5 separate regions of the Mus musculus genome follow, and all the other regions are linked to region 4. The links are chromatin contacts, called in public Hi-C and HiChIP or PLAC-seq maps. All regions are on one chromosome and are shown on one strand. The core of a region is the stretch at or near the end of the contact, and the rest is flanking DNA. Distances in the headings are between cores, read along the strand shown. Region 1 has its middle 30 kb from the start of Nxph3. Region 2 has its middle 35 kb from the start of Ngfr. Region 3 holds the start of Igf2bp1 (insulin-like growth factor 2 mRNA binding protein 1). Region 4 has its middle 5.7 kb from the start of Gm38957. Region 5 overlaps Igf2bp1 (insulin-like growth factor 2 mRNA binding protein 1).

Region 1 (2,700 bases), core at 183-2,682, 230 kb after region 4:
GTACCTTGTTTGTTTAAATGTCCAGATCTCTGGCACACACCATGGAGTGCTTCTTGTGGTTATTTACCGTCTCTGCCTCTTCTTTTGGGTGTCCTATTCAGGTATTTTACTTTTTTTTTTCTGCCTTTGTTCATGTGTATATATACACGTGTGCTTGTGTATGCAAGTGGCTGGGTATACCACCCTGGGATGAAGCTACAAACCTAAGATGGCCCACTTCCCTCCTGTTTTAGATCTCATAGTTGATTGACACCTTTGTTGAACCTCTCGGCTCACCAGGAGTCTTCCTTTGGACTCCAGGGAAAGGAAGGCAGCAGAAGGCACTCTGAAGAGGGAAGGGCCTGCACAAGGTGTAGAGCTGGAGCTGGGGAAGGGAGAGGGTGAGTGGAAAATGAAAGAGAAGTTACCTCAAGGGACCAGAAGAGGAGGAGAGGAGCTGGTAGCTCAGCCGAGAGCTGAGGAGTGGAAACCGAGAGGCCCAAGGAGTTAGCCCAGAACACAAGCTGGGTTGTGGTAAACTGGGGCTGAGCTGGGATTCCAACTGGGAACTGCTGGCAAGTCTGCCTGGTTTGCAAGCCTCTCACAAAAAAATAAAGGAGAGTGACCTACGCATGGTTACGGCCCAAGCCTATAACCCAGGCTTGGGAGGCTGAGGCAGGAGGTTTAAGAATTTCAGGCCAGCCTGAGCTACAAGGCAAGTCCCTATCTCAAAACTAACAGCAGCAAAACTCTAACAAGCAAAAAAACAAGCATGAAGGAGTGAAGCAAAGGGGATTTCAGAGTGGGGGTGAGGGGCTAGGGGTGGGGAAGGGGCAGGGCAGGGCAGGGCAGGGCAGGGGGAAGGGGCCTGCACTGTACTTGGTCCAAGGGACCATCAGACCCTACCCCCACCCTAGCAGGATCAGAAAGGGAATGGGTTTCTCTTGGGCACACCCCTCAGTAGACTAGGGAGCGGCTACAAGGTAGGATCCTTGCCACGGAGTCTGTCAGACATCCAGAGCCCCACCTGGTCCCTGCAGGGTGCCATTTCCTGGTGGGTGTATGGTTGTGCTCTTTAAGATTCTGGATGGGGGGGGGGGTATGTGGGTGTGGTAGCACATTCCTTTAATACCAGTGCTCGGGAGCTCAGGAGGCAGATGCAGGAGGATCTCGGAGTTTGAAGCTAATTTGGTCTACAGACGGAGCTCCAAGATAGCCAGAGCTACATAGAGAAACCCAAAAGAAACAAAACAAAACAAACAAACAAACAAGATAAAAGATTCTGGGAATAAGGAAAATGCAGATGTGGAACCCATTGGCAGCTTGCTGAGTTGAGAGGTCAGAAGCCAGGCACCTTCTGAGTCCCCAGGTTACTATGTTGCAATGTGGTCCAGGCCTGCTCAGCACGCACCTTTCCCATCTGGCCACTGGATCTACAGGGCCCCAGATCTGAGAACTTCCCAGTGAGAAATCTGGGAGGAACGCCAGGGATGGTGGAGGAGGGGAGAGCTCAGGTAGGCAGTCAGGAGTGAGCTTGGTAAAGTGTGTGTGTGTGTGTGTGTGTGTGTGTGTGTGTGTATGTGTGTGTGTGTGTGTGTGTGTCGGCACTTTAAAGTCACTCTCATCTGAGGCTCCTTCCCATCCCAGATTTTATCTCTGGGTGCCTGTCCCTGGATGGAGCCTCGCCCTTGTAGCACCCAGTACCCTGGGGAAAGAAGAAGGGCAGATCAAAGAGCAGGTGCCCCTGACCAGGGAACCTGAGATGCTCTCTTTGTGTGTATCCAGGAGAGCCCCTGGCCTAGACAGGATGGACGGAGCCCCTGAGTCAGAGGCTGGGAGGGGAGGGGAGGCGTCCACACAGAAACCAAAGCCGGTACATTCACTGTGGACAAAGAACAGTGTTGGAGAGAGGTCAGTCTCTTCCTGTCAGCTGCTCTAGCTGGAGGCTTCCGGCCAGGTAGTGGGCCAGCTGGATCAGGAAACACCCAGAGGAAGGGGTGGTTAGCGCCTCTATTCATTGAAAACCTAGGGCCGCTCACCAAAGCCTACCTTTTAGCTGATTCTCAATTACTGATGCTCAGGAGCTGAGGGATAAGAATGGAGAATGAAGCACAAGCACACACCATTCCATTCCCAGACACTGTGGCCATCCCTGTCTTCTAAGGAGAAGCTGGCAGGCCATTTGAGTGTAACACTATCCTGTCTTCTGGGCTCTCCCACATCTGGGCTCCCCCCAGCTGCTGAGCTACCACGGTGGCTGTGAACTCTTCCTCCTCAGCCAGCCTAGGGGGTGAGAAGCAGGGAAGAGCTGAAGGGGGCAGCTCAGCTGCTGTCTGCCTGGGCTGTTTGAGCCTCAGGTGGCGCCAGCCCTGTGGGAGGGGGAGTGGTGAGGACGGGAGGGGGTCGGGGTGTCATTTGGGGCCTTGCAGTTGGTCCTGGGATTGGGGTGTGTGTGCCTGGGACAGGTTTAGCATTGTCCTCATGTTGCCCCAGAGTCTGGGAATCCCAAACCTTGTGCTCCCCAAATAACCACTTAGGCCAGCTGCGTTCTCTATGGGTTAATTGAGTTAGAACCTCAGGCACCAGGCTGGGCCTAGGAGTGGAGATACTGGGAAGGGGGTGCGTAAAACTGGGAGGAATGGACATAGGCATACCCCAGCTCATACTCCTGTTCTCTGTGACCCTGAAGTCCCCATGGTTGGTTCTCTGGGACTGCTGTTA
Region 2 (2,779 bases), core at 228-2,727, 150 kb after region 4:
CAAGGCTGGAGAATCCATTGCTGGGCAGCCAGTGAAAGAAGCTGGGAGGAAGCGGAGGCTCATCCTGGAGGCCCAGCAGGGGCCACCGGAGGGGCTGAGAGGGAAAGCAGGTGTGTTTCAGGGCAGCTGGAAGACAGCAACGGATCTCTGTGTCCAGCAAGGCCTTGGGGAAGAGCTGTCAGAAGATGCACCTTGCTCTTTTCATCCATCTCTGTTCCCCCCTGCCTTCCAGTGCTCTACCTCCTCCCCCCTCCCCCACTCAGAGCCTTGTGGGGACTTCTTACAAGAGAGGCAGATGTTTCTGGATACAGCTGGATACTGAGGTCCCGGGAAGGGGCTGGCCCCTTTGGAAGACTCTCAGAGAGGAAGACAGTCCAAGAAGTGAGAGCAAAGACAGCGTGGACTCTAACTTCATGTACTGGCTGATCCTAGGGAAGTAAGTGTTGGCCCATTGTACAGGCAAACCAATTGAGGCTCAGGGGTGGCATCATTTCTGCTTGTGAGATGGCCTGCTTCCTCACCTCCATTTCATGCTTGGTCCACTTCCCTCCCTCCTTTTCCTTAGATCCTCTGTCCTCTCCTTGCCTCTTCCAGGAAGCCCACTGAGGTCACTCATTCAAGACTCTGGCTCTTTAGACCAATGGCTCTCAACCTGTGGGTCATGACCCTTTCAGGGGTCGAATGACCCTTTTACAGGGGTTGCATATCGGATATCCTGAATAACAGACATTTATATTACAATTCATAACAGTGGCAAATTGCAGTTACGAAGTAGCAACAAAATAATTTTATGGTTGGGTGTCACCATAATATGGGGAACTGTACTAAAGAGTCGCAGCGTTAGGAAGGTTGAGCACCACTGCTTTAGACTGTTGGCCAAAAGTACCCTACCTGCTTGTCATCCACCTAGGAGCACATGAGAACAGAGACTGGCTGGTCCATTGGATCTCTTACCAGGCCTGAAGTTGTTGGCGCGTGGAAAAGAGCCACAGGTCCCCAGTACAGGCGCCGGGCATGGTGAGAAGACCAAAGGCAGCCGCCAGGGAGCTTCAGATGAGGTGAGAGGCTTGGCTCAACCCCAGCTCATAAAGAAGGATGTTAACAGCCTCCTAGGGAGCTGGCGAGGGACGATCAAAGGGGTGGGCCAGACAATAGTGCCTTCCAGCTCCCAGTCAGCACTGGCACCTCCAGCCCCAGGAGCGGCTCCTGCTGGAGAGTAATGGTGTGTTTTACCTCCTTCTTCCACTTCTCCCCAACCCCCACCTCAGGACCCCTTCAGACCCCACACAGGGTCTGTCTCTCTTCCCTCCTCAGGACCCCCAGTGTCTGTTGTTTTCCTCCTGTGGGATGGGTGTGGGTTCGGGTGGCGTCACAGGGTGACGAGGAAGGAGAAAGGGTGGGAGGTCTGGCCTGGCCTCCCACAGTCTGCTCCCACCACCCTGAGTTGCCAAACCGGGACCTTAGAGAGAGGCTGAAGGACTGCACTGTGGGAAGCTGTGGAGCAGAGAGGCAGGGGGCACACGGAGGGGAAAAGCCGGGGAGAGCTGGCACGGAAGGAACTGGGGCCTGGAAGTAGAGGGGTTAGAAATAAACTTGCCTCGACACGGGGGTACTGAAGGGATGCCTGCAAGGGCTTCGACTCCCAGAGATGTTCGAGGACAAGGCAGCATTTCAAGGCAGAGAAGAGCTTAAAGGTAGGGCGGGAATTACTCGGCCCACAGCACGCTTGAGTCAGAGGCAGAACTTCAGCCTGAGCTTGGGAGGGAGGGGTGTCTTAGGGACCACGACTTGACTTGTCCAGCTAAACACAAACAATGAATTTGCATACACATATATTTTCATTGAGCCCAAAGTCTCCTTGCCCTTCTTCCCAAGATTCTAATGCTAAACCCTTACTTTGCATTTCTCTCTCCCCCCACCCCTACCCCAGGCTGAGCCCTGTTGAAGGATACTGTACCCCGCCCCCTTCATTTCCTGGGATCTAGTCCCCCAGGCTTTTCCTTGGTCTCCTGCCTCCGGCCATGCCATTGATTTTCACAATTACTGACTCTGAAAGAGTCCCCACCTCCTAGTGTGTCTACCCTGACCCCTCCCCAAGTCATCCCTCCTTCTCTGGGGAGACACTTCCTGGGAGAGCTCCTGTCTGCCCTGAACAGTCTTCACTCACACTCAGTGTAAGCTCCACAGTGCCAGCCCCAGTCACAAAATCCCCAAGCCATAATATGCTTGTAAGCCCCAGAGCACCGGGAGGGAATCTCTGAAGGGCTTGTCACTTTATTTAACAGGTAAACATAAGCAAACAGGCCCACACGGAACAACAGGAACTCATCTATAGTTCCCCCCACTTCAGTCCAGAGTCTGATCCCCTGACTCTACTCAGTTACCCATGTGACAGTCCATCTGACATCCAGATCAGACAGATGTGAGCCCAGAGGCCACAGAGATCACAGCCAACTTCCGGAAGAGCTTAGTGAGCGGCCTGTCTCTGGTGGTTTCAACTGGGGGGGTTAGTTCTCCTAAGTCCTTTGCTGAACATAAATGTGTCAGGTCACAGAAGTAGAGGTCAGCATGCCCTGGACCCTGTCCCAGGCCTCTTAGCAAAAGTGCTGGATGGGCCAGCTGCTAACTGCTGGGAAGTGTGAAAATGCTAGGCTAGCAGTCTGAGCCCAGGGCTGGACCGTGTCATCCATCCTGCCGGGGAGGGCTGGACCAGCTTCCCAGAGGAGATGCCATTTAACTGATCTTAGCTGATCATGGAAAGACAAGATGGTTTGCTAGG
Region 3 (2,825 bases), core at 75-2,574, 230 kb before region 4:
CGCCCAGTCCGGTCTTTCCCTCGGGCTCCCGGAGCCTGAGGATCCGGAACGCGTCGGTCCTAGCGGAGGGAAGGGACCTGGGCGGATCCACTTCCCCCTCCCCACGGGGAGGGGGGAGGGCCGCAGCCCCCTCCCCCGCTGCTCGCTTCCTCAAGCGCGGAGCGGAAATTACCCCCTCCCCGCCCCGGGCTGACCTGGGGACGTGGGCGGGGCCTCTGCACCCCCTCCCCCGGCGGCCTTCCAAAATCCAGCACCCCAAAACTAAGTTCTGAGACCCACAGCCTGCGCATGGACCATCGCTCAGTGCATCGCGGGTAGAGCGGACGCAGGCGGGCGACGCCACCTGTCCGCTCCTTGCGTGGGGAGGGCGAGGGGGACCTCGGAGCTCAACCCGGTCCCTCCCTTCTGAAGCCAACCCCTCCGGTTCGGGGTCGATCGGTGGTGCGACCACCCCTCGTCGTTTTTCCCCCACCCAGTTGATCTTCGAGGATGCTCTCGAGCCGGGTCGTGCAGGCTTTCCCCCAAGGATGCTGGAGTGTTGTCATCCAGCAGCTGGACTGGGTGCAAGCCAGCTTTTCTCCAGTGGGGATCCCGAAACATGATTTCCTGCGGGTCCCTCGTTTTCAGGCGCTGTCTCTCGTGTCCCGTGTCCGCAGCTTCCCGATCCCGCGCTCTCAGGGTCCCCTGAATCAGGACCCGGGAGGCCAGCGAAGTCTAGCGGTGTAGCGGGAAAGACAGTGACCCCCTACTTAGAAACGTAGAGGAAAGGCGTCTTTCCTTTTAAATAACCGGTTCCTGCGACCCCCTCCTGAAGACCCCAGAGTCCTCAGCTTCTCTTTGTCTGTCTCGGCAGTCCCCCGCCTGTCAGTCGCTAGCAGTTTGCCGGGGTGGGGTGGGCAGCCCAGTCTCCACAAAACGAATAAAAAAATTACCGTACATTTTATTCCTAAGAACTGGGGGGATTTGGGTCGCCACCGCCCTCCCCCCGCCACCCCCCCCCCCCGTGCAGGTCGCTGTGGGGGCGGGGCGCCGCTTTAGGGGCCAGGTTCTTGCAAAGGGGGAGGGGGATAGGAGAGCTGGGGGGGGAACTCTGCTTCCACTTTCCTGGTTTACCCGTGGGGTGCGCTGAGTGCCGCCCCCAAGATTGGAGACTGTTGGGTTGGTCCGGGTTGGAGGGCCAAGGGGCCCGGTGGCGTCGGGGGTCTTTCCCTGCAGGGTGGGTGGGGGCTGTCACCACGTGGCTTCGCCTTTTTTTTTTTTCCTGCTCCATTTTTTTTTTTTTTTCAAGTCGATTTTATTTAGAGGCGGCGCCAGGGCGGCCGCGGAGAAACGTGACACACCAGCCCGCTCGCAGGGGTTTCGGACCGAAGGGAAGGAGCCGCGCCGCGTCGTCGTCAGCCTCCCCTGCACTCGGCGGGCACTTCTCCCGGGCTCACCCAAACTCTCCCGTGACCCCCGCGTGCCCTCAGGCCGCCCACCCGCCCGGAGCTCCGGACAACTTCAGGGGTGGGGTGCGTAGAAAGTTTGCGGCTCCCGCCGCCCGTCTCCACGCCTCTCGGCCTAGGAGGCTCTCCGCCCGCGCCCGCCCGGCTCGGCCTTGCCTGGAACCGTGTCCTTGCCCCGCCACCGCCACCATGAACAAGCTTTACATCGGCAACCTCAACGAGAGTGTGACCCCCGCAGACTTGGAGAAAGTATTCGCGGAGCACAAGATCTCCTACAGCGGCCAGTTCTTGGTCAAATCCGGCTACGCCTTCGTGGATTGCCCCGACGAGCACTGGGCGATGAAGGCCATCGAAACTTTCTCGGGTAAGAGCGCGGCCACCTCCCCGGAAAACACACACACACACACACACACACACACACACACGAAATCCCGGAACAACGGGGACCTGCAGCTCCTCTTTTCCTTGCCGGCCAACTCTTCCCGGGTCCGGGAGGGCTCGGCCTCCGTCTTCGGTCCCCAGCCTCGCCCGGCCTCCCTCGACGCCTTCTCCCGGCGCGGAGATATTCGGGATTTCCTCACCCCTTCCCCCAGCCCGAGGCGCTCGTGGCGGCTCCCTACACCCCTCCCCACCGACGGGGCGGGAGCCCCGGTTGGCAACTGGTGGGGGTGGGGGTGGGGGTGTCTCACGAACACTGGGGTTCGGGTATAGGCGTGGTTTCCCCGATTCCCCCCCGCCCCTAGTCAGCCCCCCATGCGCTAGAGCACCCCCAAAGCCCCTGCCCTCCGTCCCGGGCCTTTCCAGGATGGGGGTTCGCGCACCTCAGCTCTTCCCGCTTTAACTAGGGACTAAGCCCTGAGGCAGGACGTGGGAGGAAGGGGCTCCCGCCTCCCGCCCAAGGCCTGGGGCTTGAGCCATTTTGATTTGAAAGTGGGGCGTGAGCCGGGTGGCGCGGCGGCGGTGGCGGTGGCGGCGGCGGGTCGCCATGCTGCTTCCCGAGACGCCGAGGCTGGGCCGAGAGGCGCGCGGCTACCGCGAGGGACCCTCCGCCCCGGGCCGCGCCGCCCCGGGGGCCCTCCGCTAGCCCTGTGGCCCCGACCCGGCCTGGTCGCCTAAGCCCTTCACCGTGGCTCTGCTGGAAAATAAAGTTTTAATTCTCTACTCCCGCCCCACTTCGCGAAACGATCCTGCTTTCGCCTGTCTCCTTCCTTCTACTTCTGGAGCCGCCGAAGCAAGCGCGCTCACACAAACGCTCACACCTTTCCCAAATCTGAGCAGGCTGCTCAATCAGCCCACGTGATTAATGGAAATAAAACGAAAAAAATTGAAGAAAAAAAAAAACCCAACGAAATTACGGGTTCTACCAAACCCGGAGCAACC
Region 4 (2,700 bases), core at 135-2,634:
TAGGCACACTACCAACAGCATTGGAGATACGAACCAATAATACAGACGTGGGTCACATGATTACATAAAATGAACAATCATTGACCAAGGGGCCCTCAAAATGTCATCTGAGCTTGGAGAAGAAATGAAGAGAAGACACGTGGGAATATGGCTACTTTTCTTTTTTTACTTTGAACATTAGCATGAAGTTGGTTACCGTACACATCCAAAGGCCCAGCATGTTGGGGGGAAAAAATCATTAAATGGCACACCTTGTACCAGAGTCTCAATAAGAATAAAATATACAATGCTACATTGAGTGGTTAAAAATACACAAAAAAGTAGTTTTAACAATCTATAAATTTTTATACTTAAAATCATGATTGAGTTGAAATTAAAAAAAAGTGCATTTCCATTGCTAAAAAAATAATATTGGTAGAGTTAACACAGGGAAGCATATCATCACGCCGGGGGTCTGACAGGATGCTAGGGAAAAGATGGCTAAGGGAAGCCAGGCATCTGGACCAGTTCAGAGCCCACCTGGCTCCACCCACCATGCGGCCAGCTCCCTGGGCCAAGCCCTCCTCTCCCTCCTTCCCATCCTAGTAAGACTCTGTCCTGCCCACCACTCACCCCCACCCACAACTGAAGGCCCAATGACCTTCTTTACAGCACCCCTCACCGTCCCAGCTTGACCTTCAACGCCCTCTACAGAGGTAAGGATTCCAGATTAGACGTAGTCTTAAACCTTCTTGACCTTGCAGGCAGGACTGGAACCAAGCAGTTCCTGCCTTCTTACACTCCTCCGGACGAACATTCAACAGCAAGCTTTGTAAACCTAAGGCTAAGGATTCCTGGCAAGAACACTGGACTTCCTTTAAGAAATGAGAAAGTGCAAGTGACCTCAGGACTGTGGGGACACCCGGACACCTGCTATCTACCCTGGTCACTGCTTCCCTTCCACTTCTGCCTGGGCTGGAATTACAAGGACCCCCCGACTGGCACTGCACAGACTCTTGCTGGGGGAAAGGACCAGGAGAAAATCAGCAGGAGGCCCTTCCACAGGAAAATGCTTCCTGACCCTGCAAGGTAAACAGCCTCAGGCCTGTGCTTTCCTGAGTGGATAGCCAACTGTTCCTCTGGAGACACTGCAAAGGACGCATTCAATATTCCCCGAGAGCTGAAGAGGGCCAGGAGCCCAAAGACAAGGAACCTGTGCAGAGAGAGGGCCAGGCCTGCTCTGGGAGACCTTCCTACCCACCTGGAGCAGAAAAAGTGAGAGAGCGTGTGCTTACACATGAGAGGTCCCCACTGCTGTCACAGATGTGATAGGGCAGACTGGGCTGCAATGGGAGGGTGGAAACAGGGAGGAGGGTCACCTTTAGTTCTGCGTTTAGTAAACAATGGAGCCTTTATGATAAGGGCTAGCTTTCGGTTTCATGGAACCAATATTAACAAAGGCTTGCTGGTTATGATGCCTGACGAGCCACATGGACCTCAGACACAGGACCCCATCTCTGCTCACATCACCAGGCCTGAGTAACTGCTCAACTTAGTGATCGTGAAAATGTTTTAGTCAAATCCAATCAGTGAGCCAAGAGGTAGCCCAGAAGAGACTTAAAAGCTAAGAAGAAAGTACTTTATCGCCCCGTATGGCCAAAACAAGTACTGCAGAGGAAACAAAAACCCAAAACAACCCTCACCCCTACTCCCAACCCCTCATATTCTGGAAGATAATTCACCTGGTTTTTTGAGGCCACATATCTAGCAATACAATTTGAGAAGTAAACACAGACATTACACTACACCATTTATTTCTTTCCAACTTAACTCAAGTGAGTGATCATGTGTATTTTCCAATGCAGCCAGAGTCACAGAGCCTACTCGGGGTGTGATGGAGACCCTGTTTCTGGCTCCCTGGCTCCCTACATGGTAAGGCAGATGGAGAGGCTGTGCTCGTTCACGGGAGCCAGAGACACAGAAACAAGCCACTGCTCTCTTTTCAGACCCATACAGGCAGGCTCTTGACTCGACTGAAACCATCCGATTTCCTTTTGACATTAAACAAAGCCCCAGCTTCCCTCCCTTTTTGAGCATCTCCATCACCTATAAAATCATTTTCGAGTAATCTGCCATATCCCCAATCTCACCAGAGAAGCTCAAATAGGATGAAGGTAAGCTGGGGTTAGTGATGGGGAAACCTCTGAGGGGCAACAACTCTCTTTGATACTTGACCAAAAGTATCCTAATCCAGACACAATAACGCAGCCATCCTTCTCGAAGGGTATGGGTCTTCCCAGTGACAGGTGACTATGGCTCTTCGCTATCCAAACGCCCGGGACACTGGAGAAAAAGGAACCGATTCAAAGCACCCAGTTCCCAAGACTGACCGCAGCGGCAAACATGGAGGGTCCTTTAGACACTTGGGAATGATTTCTGCACCACAGACTCTACCTCTTCCAGTGTGCATGCCGCTCTCAATCCAAACAGCCAGTGGGGCATTCCAATGTCTTGACTTCTGTATTTTCAACCCAATTCTCACAATTTGGTATTGTCCCACCCACTGGCATCCTGTCTGTTCACAGACAAAAAAAAGGATGAAAAATTTATCAACAGCCGCCTTTCAAGTCTCCCACGGTGTGCGACCATCAATCAGTCTTGGGTGCCTGGGTACTAATAACTGGAAGGAAAGATGCAAGAGACTGTAAGTCAGAAAGCAAA
Region 5 (2,759 bases), core at 38-2,537, 190 kb before region 4:
TGGGGGGATCCCATAGTACCTGGAATGAGATTGCTGGAGCGTCTGTTCCTTGGGGACCTGCCCCCTTCACACCTTAAGTCCAAGTCCTTCCCTTTAGCTGATTGAGCTCCCAGAAGAGATCAGAACATGTGTGACAAGGGACCTGAAAACTTACATGGACTAGGCAAGGTTCCACTCATGGCTGGATTTGCCCAGCAGCAAGATTGTGAAAGTTGGCTTCCTAATGAAAGTAAGAATATGGACTAGGGGCAGAGGTCAGCAGGAAGGGAGAGCCTGGCTTATTTGGGTTGTCTGGTGACTCAAAGGCCAGATCTTAGGGCAGCTCCTTACCCTGCTTGTCACCTCTTTTTTTTTTTTTTTCCAAACCCTGTCCTAGGTAAGATGGCAAATTATTACAAAAAGCACTTGGGATATTTGGACAGTTGAGAAAAGCAACCTTTAGAAGAAACTGCTTCTGTGCTCAGAGGTCTATGTATAGAGGTGTGTGTGTGTGCACTACACACGTAGTTTTATGAATGAAAGGATCATCTCTTGGGTCTATTTTTTAAATTCTTGGAAACACATAAAAAGCCAAATGGTTTGACTCACTGACTGACTTTGAAGCTGCATCTGCCGCTTACACCGCAGTGGCTTTAACCCCCTCTGGGGTCTGGTTGCCTTTTGCAGTTTGTGGACTTAGTTGCTGGAAGGAGGTCTAGGTACGAGGGAAGTCGTGTGGCCTTTGACTCTTTCCGGTCCTTTCTGTCTTTCATTTCCCTAAACTCTCCGCTTTTGGGGAAAACTCCTGCCTCGCTATTGGCTGGAGACACCATGTCAAAACCCCGAGGATGCTGGGACAGGATGTTCCAGTTGGTTCTGTATGTCCGTTTTCCTTTGTGCCAAAGACAGACAGACAGACAGAGGCTGAGAGGCTGTTTCTAAGACAAAGCAGTGGCCGGCCATCTTTCTACATCTCCTAGGCCTGTCTGTGAGGGGGAGGGTCCTGGAGACTACACTAAAGACAAGCACCACTCTTGTTAAGTTCCTGGGGGATTGGGGTGTGGTGCTTGCCCAGGGCTAGGGAGCAGGGAAAAGGGGGTCCTGTTGCACTTTGGGGAAGGAGGGACTCTTGGGCTCCCTGTGGGACTGCTCTCCTCCCCTGTCCCCACTGCAGAGATGGCACCGTGGAGTTCCCTTCAGGCCTGGCAGACTGGCAGTGAGGAGGGGCCTCAGTTAGCTCTCAAGGGTGCCTTCCCCTCCTCCCTTCCCAGACACCCTCTGCCAAACTGGGAACCAGCAGTGCTATTAACTACCTCAGCCCCAGAGGGCGCCAAGCCTAACTGAGCCCCAGGAGGAGCTGTCGATTTAGGCAACTCTTCTCCCCCTCTCTCGGGACGAGGTCGCCTTTCCTTGTCCTAAGTGCTCCTGGGGGAGATCCTAGTGGCTTTGCCATTCAGACCACACAACTGTTTTTGCCTGTTTGTTGAAAACCAATAGAAGGAGACCAGCTTGGCAGGACATTGCAGGAAGAGACCCCCTCATCAATGCCAGGGGATGTAAAAGCCATTTTCCTTCCAGATACTCAATGGTTTAGGTGCAGAATGTTGTTCTTGTATTCAGACATACATAGAGTAATACCAGCTGAAACATGGTGTTTCTTTCCTTTGGATACATCTCAGTGAGGGTTCAAGATCCGGGACAGGCCACATGCTTCATGGTCTAGAGGCTAGGCCAAAGCCTCAACCCTGCACGGCCTGATGTGGTATCATTACGGATGCCCTCAAATGGGTGACTATGGACTGACAAAAGAAGAGAATTTGTTTTTCTTAAATAGCAGGATGCTCCTGGAGCGTGTGTTTTTCATAATCACAGATGATGAATACTACGAGTATAAATGGATGAACTACCTCAGTCCTCACAGTAAGATTGGAGATGAGGGCAGGGACTCATGCCTCGGGGATGAATCCCAGCCAGGAGAGAGTTTTGGCTTATGCCACACTAGGTTTGTCATGGGGATCGGGCAGGCTTGCCCGGGTCCCCACTCACATTGGTCGGGTTGGCAGGGTTCCGTCATCTCGTGTCCCCTCCCCCCCACCCCATCCCCTTTTCTGCTCTCCTCCCCCACTCTCTCATCCCTTCACTCCAGCTCCTCCCCCTCTCTCTCAGAGCTTAAGCTTAAGCTTGATGTGAGGAAAGGAATGGGCTCCTTCCCTAGAGAGCTGGATGGAGGGTGGTTCTGGGTCCGGCCTGGAATCCCCTAGTCAGCTCCTAACTTGGGAACCGGGGCCTCTTCAACAGGGTTTCTTCAAGATCCTCTGCCTCCACTGAGTCCCCTCGGGAGGTGTGTGTGTGTATGGGGGGAGGGGGCGCGCTCTGAGATAGAGCAGGATCCTTCTGCCCTGGGGCCTGGTCCAGTCTACCAGGCTCGCTCAGGCCACCTTTGTAGTTGACCACCGCCAGGTGCCCTAGCCCTCCCCACCCCTAAATGACCTCCTTATAGAAGCCTGTTTCACTTTTGGTTTTAATCTACCTCTTAGCAAAACAATATAGAGAAATTTAGGTAGTGGCAACTCCACTTGCTTAGGTTAGGCGGGGGAAAGATTTCTTTTTCCAAAGGAAAAACTATTACCTTAAAAATACTTTCCAAAAAATCTTAAAAAAAAAAAAAATAAAAACCAAAAAAAATTTTTTTTTCTTTTAAGGGAGGGAGACAATTTCCAGTAACCATGGGATTAATTTCCTACACTCTTTTCCCCCATACATATGGTTTCCTCTTTGGC

What was found. A called contact is a pair of places that touch in the nucleus more often than the background predicts. HiChIP or PLAC-seq counts read pairs in DNA pulled down with a chosen protein or histone mark.
Region 1: a contact with region 4 is called in an H3K27ac HiChIP or PLAC-seq map of embryonic stem cells, with 5 read pairs. The contact joins two enhancer-like sites. A contact is called at or near these places in 3 of 484 Hi-C or Micro-C datasets (embryonic stem cells and forebrain neurons) and 1 of 115 datasets of contacts at active chromatin or transcription factors (embryonic stem cells).
Region 2: a contact with region 4 is called in a Hi-C map of embryonic stem cells, with 5 times the contacts expected there. The contact joins two enhancer-like sites. A contact is called at or near these places in 1 of 484 Hi-C or Micro-C datasets (embryonic stem cells) and 2 of 115 datasets of contacts at active chromatin or transcription factors (double positive thymocytes and pancreatic cancer cells).
Region 3: a contact with region 4 is called in an H3K4me3 HiChIP or PLAC-seq map of embryonic stem cells, with 32 read pairs. The contact joins the promoter of Igf2bp1 here to the enhancer-like site in region 4. A contact is called at or near these places in 7 of 115 datasets of contacts at active chromatin or transcription factors (acute myeloid leukemia, embryonic stem cells and neural tube) and 2 of 9 other capture datasets (adipose tissue and liver).
Region 5: an H3K27ac HiChIP or PLAC-seq map of embryonic stem cells shows a contact between it and region 4, with 5 read pairs. The contact joins two enhancer-like sites. A contact is called at or near these places in 5 of 39 promoter capture datasets (3T3-L1-derived adipocytes, the C10 cell line, cranial neural crest and 2 more), 2 of 15 datasets of contacts at CTCF or cohesin (large pre-B cells and pro-B cells), 19 of 484 Hi-C or Micro-C datasets (the 63-12 cell line, B cells, the F1.1 cell line and 13 more), 1 of 115 datasets of contacts at active chromatin or transcription factors (embryonic stem cells) and 3 of 9 other capture datasets (adipose tissue, embryonic stem cells and liver).

The regions. Positions count from the first base shown.
Region 1 is chr11:95,543,448-95,546,147 of GRCm38.p6, reverse strand. No RefSeq gene overlaps it. Among named protein-coding and RNA genes, the nearest start is that of Nxph3, 30 kb to the right of the region's middle. Within about 2 kb of position 1,432, at least 21 of the 459 cell types and tissues checked have an H3K27ac peak or open chromatin away from gene starts, as enhancers often do. A contact at or near this core is called in embryonic stem cells, where this site is marked.
Region 2 is chr11:95,620,954-95,623,732 of GRCm38.p6, reverse strand. No RefSeq gene overlaps it. Among named protein-coding and RNA genes, the nearest start is that of Ngfr, 35 kb to the right of the region's middle. Within about 2 kb of position 1,477, at least 39 of the 459 cell types and tissues checked have an H3K27ac peak or open chromatin away from gene starts, as enhancers often do. A contact at or near this core is called in embryonic stem cells, where this site is marked.
Region 3 is chr11:96,004,443-96,007,267 of GRCm38.p6, reverse strand. Igf2bp1 (insulin-like growth factor 2 mRNA binding protein 1) reads left to right here and starts at 1,324. Exons shown (of 15, transcript NM_009951.4): 1 at 1,324-1,809. The coding sequence starts at 1,635.
Region 4 is chr11:95,769,800-95,772,499 of GRCm38.p6, reverse strand. No RefSeq gene overlaps it. Among named protein-coding and RNA genes, the nearest start is that of Gm38957, 5.7 kb to the left of the region's middle. Within about 2 kb of position 1,384, at least 39 of the 459 cell types and tissues checked have an H3K27ac peak or open chromatin away from gene starts, as enhancers often do. A contact at or near this core is called in embryonic stem cells, where this site is marked.
Region 5 is chr11:95,957,894-95,960,652 of GRCm38.p6, reverse strand. It overlaps Igf2bp1 (insulin-like growth factor 2 mRNA binding protein 1), which reads left to right. Exons shown (of 15, transcript NM_009951.4): 15 at 1-2,759. Among named protein-coding and RNA genes, the nearest start is that of Mir3063, 4.1 kb to the left of the region's middle. Within about 2 kb of position 1,287, at least 8 of the 459 cell types and tissues checked have an H3K27ac peak or open chromatin away from gene starts, as enhancers often do. A contact at or near this core is called in embryonic stem cells, where this site is marked.